Regions from separate parts of the Sus scrofa genome. Here region 2 is linked to region 1. Evidence: chromatin contacts called from public Hi-C data. All regions are on one chromosome and are shown on one strand. The core of a region is the stretch at or near the end of the contact, and the rest is flanking DNA. Distances in the headings are between cores, read along the strand shown.

The links. Hi-C and Micro-C count contacts between places; a contact is called where the count stands out from the background.
Region 2: a contact with region 1 is called in a Hi-C map of liver, with 4 times the contacts expected there. The contact joins two enhancer-like sites. A contact is called at or near these places in 1 of 47 Hi-C or Micro-C datasets (liver) and 2 of 2 datasets of contacts at active chromatin or transcription factors (alveolar macrophages and skeletal muscle).

Annotation. Positions count from the first base shown.
Region 1 is chr16:35,550,343-35,553,042 of Sscrofa11.1, reverse strand. The region is part of intron 2 of ANKRD55 (ankyrin repeat domain-containing protein 55); the gene reads left to right. Among named protein-coding and RNA genes, the nearest start is that of ANKRD55, 110 kb to the left of the region's middle. Within about 2 kb of position 1,277, at least 23 of the 83 cell types and tissues checked have an H3K27ac peak or open chromatin away from gene starts, as enhancers often do. A contact at or near this core is called in alveolar macrophages and liver, where this site is marked.
Region 2 is chr16:35,898,916-35,901,615 of Sscrofa11.1, reverse strand. The region is part of intron 1 of MAP3K1 (mitogen-activated protein kinase kinase kinase 1); the gene reads right to left. Among named protein-coding and RNA genes, the nearest start is that of MAP3K1, 28 kb to the right of the region's middle. Within about 2 kb of position 1,350, at least 14 of the 83 cell types and tissues checked have an H3K27ac peak or open chromatin away from gene starts, as enhancers often do. A contact at or near this core is called in alveolar macrophages and liver, where this site is marked.

The sequences.
Region 1 (2,700 bases), core at 28-2,527:
CCAATTACCTATATCAGTCCTTGTCCAGTAGGAGTGATAGGGGTGGACCTGTCCCCTAAGTCTCATGGCTTCTTTGCCCTTCTCTTCCTGTAAACTGAGTCATAGGGTGTTGGGGATTAATGTCCATCTGGGTGTAGATACACTCTCTATAGTAAATAAGGCCTGTGGGCATGATGTTACTCCCTGGAATCCTTAAGCCACAAATGTTAATCAATAGCCATATCAAAGAATGCATTGAAGCCTATATTCCTACATGGACTACCTGAGTTTTTATTCTTCCTCACTATCATCCAGAAGCCCCTTTTATTCTTCCAGTCATATAGTTTTTGCTTTTCTCTTATGAGTGAAAATAGTATTTTTAAAATTATCTTTTTATTTTGAAATAATCTGAAATTGGCTTAACAAAAATTAAGCATCATTTCATGTGTTTAAGAACCATTTACATGTCTTTTTCTCTGAAGTGTATGTTCATATCGTTTTCCCATTTGTAGATTAGGTTGTTGGTGTTTTTGTCCTTGATTTGTAGAAGTGATAAGCAAATTTCAATCCACAGTAGAAAAGATATGAGCATTACTCTGGAATTTGTCAACTGTGGTTGACCCCTGAGAATGGATTATTCAGCATTTGGAACTCCAGAAAACCAGTAAAGAGTAAAGCAGCTCAGTAACTGGTATAATCAGTCAAGGGAGTCTTCTACCCTGGACCAGAGTCTGAGTAGCCCATTGCCTCTCTTGTTTAACTTGCAGGCTTGGCTGTCCCCACCCTATCCTCAAAAGAAACAGACAAACAAACAAACAAAAACCGTATAGCAAGTGGGTTCTTCTGTCAAGTGGGTAATTTATTCTCAAGTACCAAGCAAATGTTCTGCAGATAACCAGCCGAAAACCCAACCAGGGCAAGGGGAAGACTTGTTAAAGAGGAATGTCGGAGAAGGATCTCAGGAAATATTTGGCAAGAAGCCTCTTGCAGAAAAGAGATCCCCAGTCATGAATGAGCAGCCGACTAGAGTGCTCACAGAGAACCTCATCCCCAAGCTCAGCTCAGTCCCCACATCAAGGACGGAATCACTCTGCCTGGAGGAACTGGTTCAGAAAGAGCCTCAGGGGGAGGATACACACAGGAGGGGAGTTTCCCTTAAAAACAAAAGCAAATAAGTTTTCTGTTGTTATTATTGTTTTTCCCCTCTTATCTCCCTCTGACTGGACAGTAACCTCACACCACATGCCTTCCAGCGAACACTCATTACCCAGTAAATCATGTGACCCCTTCTGTTTACTTAGAGGTGCTTGCCCAACTGGGGCCTCTCATCCAGACCATTTCAGTAACCAGTAACCCGCTTCAGAGTGGTTTTCACTGGAAAGGGAACTTCTGGGCAACAGATAAGGCAACTTATTCATTTGCATAGAGGAACCCTGGAGTGACTCATTTGCATGGAGTTTTTCCCTGCGCTGCTGGGAGAAGCCATGAACCCTCAGACAGATTATGAAACTGCCAAAAAATGTCTTTAGAGAATACCAGCCCTATTTTCTACACAATATGGAGTGTCTATAGAAAATCTCCTTCCAAAATTAATACTAGGTTCCTTTTCAAAACTGTAATGCTTCAAATTCTGGAATCATTGAAATGCAAATGTAAATATTTTTGCTGAATGCTTTAGCAAAACCTCTGATAACAATTTTAACTCTGATTTTTTTTAAAAAAAGAAAAAAATGGCTACTTAAAATGAAAAGAAGGTGGAGATTGCTTTTGAAGAGATGAAATGCCTGGCCCTGAGTCCAAAGAAGTATATCTCTAAGTGGACCTGGGAACTTCCAAGGTCAGAATCTCCTGGGCTGAGCACTGAGGAAGTTCCCCAGGCCCTACCCCAGGCCTGAAAAATTAGAATTGCAATAAAATTGGGCTTCAGAAAATATGCTAGAGACAAACCACGAAAACAAAAAGTATAGCCACAAGAGAGTTCCCTGGTGGCCTAGTGTTAAGACATTTTCACAGCTGTGACACAGGTTCAGACCCTGGCCTGGGAACTTCTGCATGCTGTAGTCATGGCCAAAAAATTACTATTTTTTTCTTTTTATGGCCGCACCTATGGCATATGGAAGTTCCCAGGCCAGGGGTTGAATTAGAACTGTAGCTGCCCGCCTGCACCACAGCTACAGCAATGTGGGATCTGAGCCACACCTACACCAAAGCTTGCAGCAATGCCAGATCCTTAACCCACTGATCCAGCCCAGGAATCGAACTCATCTCCTCATGGGTATTAGTCAGGTTCTTAACCCTCTGAGCCATGACAAGAACTTCCCAAAAGATTAATAAATAAATATAAGAGTGAATTTAAAAAAATTATAGCCCCCTGGAGTTCCCATCATGGCTCAGTGGTTAATGAATCCAATTAGGAAGCATGAGGTTGTGGGTTTGGTCCCTGGCCTCGCTCGGTGGGTTAAGGATCTGGCGTTGCCTGCTGTGAGCTGTGGTGTAGGTCACAGAGGTGGCTCGGATCCTGTGTTGCTATGGCTGTGGCATAGGCTGGTGGCTACAGCTCTGATTAGACCCCTAGCCTGGGAACCTCCATATGCTGTGGGTGCAGCCCTAGAAAAGACGAAAAAGACAAAAAAAAAAAAAAAAAAATAGTTATAGTCACCGAAGAACTCTTCAGGTGAAATGTTATACTTACTGATATGTGACAACTGTGCTTCTAAAAAC
Region 2 (2,700 bases), core at 101-2,600, 350 kb before region 1:
GACTTTGCTAGGAAAATGATTTCTTGCAAACCCAGTAGAACAGCTAGTACTATTTCTATAGTACTTCCTTCTAGCTGGTGGAAAGTCATGTTAACTGGGATGCTCATAATGAGGAAGAATGACTTCCTGACAAACTTAGCTTTTCTTCTCCATGCTTTTAATGCTAGAAAACCACTGTGTTCAATGACTGACTGCTGGCATGCCTAGTATGTGTAAGCTCGGGGCTAGGCAACAGATATAAATACAAAGTGGGATAAAGAAAAGATAAAACAAGATCTCTGTTTCTCTAGGCACTGAGTCTAGCAGAACAGCGAAAACAGATGCCAGTTCTGCTATAATAAAAGTATTTTGATATATCATAAAGGGTTGCAAGTATGGAGTGGATTTCCCTCCTTAATTTCATTTAGGGAAGTCCTAGAAAGATCTACAGAGAAGATGATGCCTAAATAATTTTAAAGGAACGAACAGAACTGATAAGCAAAGAGCAGATGAAGGCTGAAAAATTTTCTTGACCAGCTTTGATGAAAACAACATTCTATAGAATACTAAACAGTTTATGATTCTGCTGTTCAGGAAACACCAAAGTTATAACAAGCTTATTCAAAGACCTGTGTGCAGCATACTTTGCAGGGGCTGGGGGTGGGGGGGGGTGTTAAACCAGAAGGTATGCAGCACTCCTCACGCTTATTTGGCACAGAAGTCCTTTTTTAGCAAAACACCTTTAATAGAGTAGTGGTTCTTAGAAGATACCGTAAGCAGTCTGTACTGGATCATCTCTATAGAACTTTCTGACTCAAATTAGACAAGAGATCTGAAAAGAAAAATCCAGAGAAGATGAACATCAGCTATTTTAATGTCTTACTATTTAAGACTTCTTAAGCTATCATAAAATTCAGGAACTGTGTTCAGTGCAACTAAAGCTCCAAGAATCAAAATATGAGGGAAAAAGATAACCTGACAGCCAGCTAGAGATGGGTAAATTCACCTGGTACGAATTCATCCTAAGAGAAGTGGGTGTGAGACATTCAAACGTGGTCCAATCTAACCACAACAGAGGCCAGAGAGTGTCACTAAGATTTGCTCCTGCCTAGTCCACTCACTCTCTGCCAAGGACTTTGGTCTGGGATAAACACAAAGACATCAGTGGGAAAAAAAAAAAAAAAAAAAAGACTCATAAACGAAAACCAAAAAAACCCCTGACAAGTCATTTTCTCTACAAATCTCTCTATGCCTAGAGGAAAGCCCGAGAATATGAACTAAAAAAGGAACCTGGTGCATGGTCCTCCCTTCACTGCAAACCCATGGAGCTCTGGCACAGTGGGAGCACTCGTGTGTTCTCAGCACGGATGACAGTGCTCCTGGCAATGACTGGTGGGAAGTAGGTCAGGGCAGAAGCAGTGCACAGCAGAGGCAGTGAGACCAATGTGGCTGAAGGAAGTGAGGGTGATGGGTGAGGAACCAGTGCTGCACAGAGATGGCTACAAGGAACTGACCAAATTCATTCACTGGCACATACCAGGCCCACATGGGGGAACTTAGAAAGTATGGGGGGAGGGTCTATTAGGGACACTTACTGGCTAATAGCCACCAAAACCAGTAAAGTCTCAGTTGTATACACGACAAAATCAAAAGGGCTTCTTATTCAACAGAGATGACATAACCTGAAAGCTATGCTTCTAGGAGAGGATAGATAAAGAAGCCATACCACGAACATCATCACAAGACATACAGCAGTGAACAATGGCATGAGTTCTACAGCTAGAAGGCTTGGGTTCAAATCCAAGGTCTGACACCTACTAGCTATATGGCTTTGCCCAAGTTATTTAACCTCTCTGTATCTCAACTTCCTCACTGTAAAAGGGATAATAATTCCTACCAAACAGAGTTGCTATTAGGATTAAAATAAGTTTATAGGTAAAATCCTTACAAGGAAGTTCACCCCCCTAATTTCTTCCTGTGTAAAATGCAGATAATAGCCAGTATTTATGGTGTACATAGTCTATGTGTCTTTCACTGTTTTAAGCCCTTTGCATATAGTTCTCATCTCATAGTTTTATTTATTTATTTATTTTATTTATTTATTTTTTAATTTTCCCACTGAACAGCAAGGTCATCTCATAGTTTTAAAATGAACGAACATGGTGGATGAAGCACTAAAACAGTGCCAAGTATATGGGAAGCACAAAATAAACATAACTACTGCAACTACTACTATCAGTATTTATGCTGCTGCTGCTACTCTTTTTTGTTTTGTTTTTGTCTTTTTAGGGCTGCCCCCATAGCATATGACAGTTCCCAGGCTAGTGGTCGAACTGGAGCTATAGCCACCAGCCTACACCACAGCCAGAGCAACAGGGGTTCTGAGCCTCGTCTACAACCTACACCGAAGCCTATAGCAATGCCGGTTCCTTAATCCACTGAGCAAGGCCAGGGATCGAACCCGTGTCCTCATGGATACTAGTCAGGTTCATTACCACCGAGCCACAGCAGAACTCCAAATAGGATGTATCTTTTACTCCCAGGTCACGTTTTCTTATTCAGCATTTTATGGTAAATTTATCTGTAAATTCTTAACCTTTGGCAGCTTTTCTACAGTGTAAATTAGTTCTCAAGTTTTTTTTTTTTTTTTTTTTTTTTTGTCTTTCACAAGAAAAGTATTCTAGTGGTGGTATAGGAAACAACTTTATTGGGATATAATTC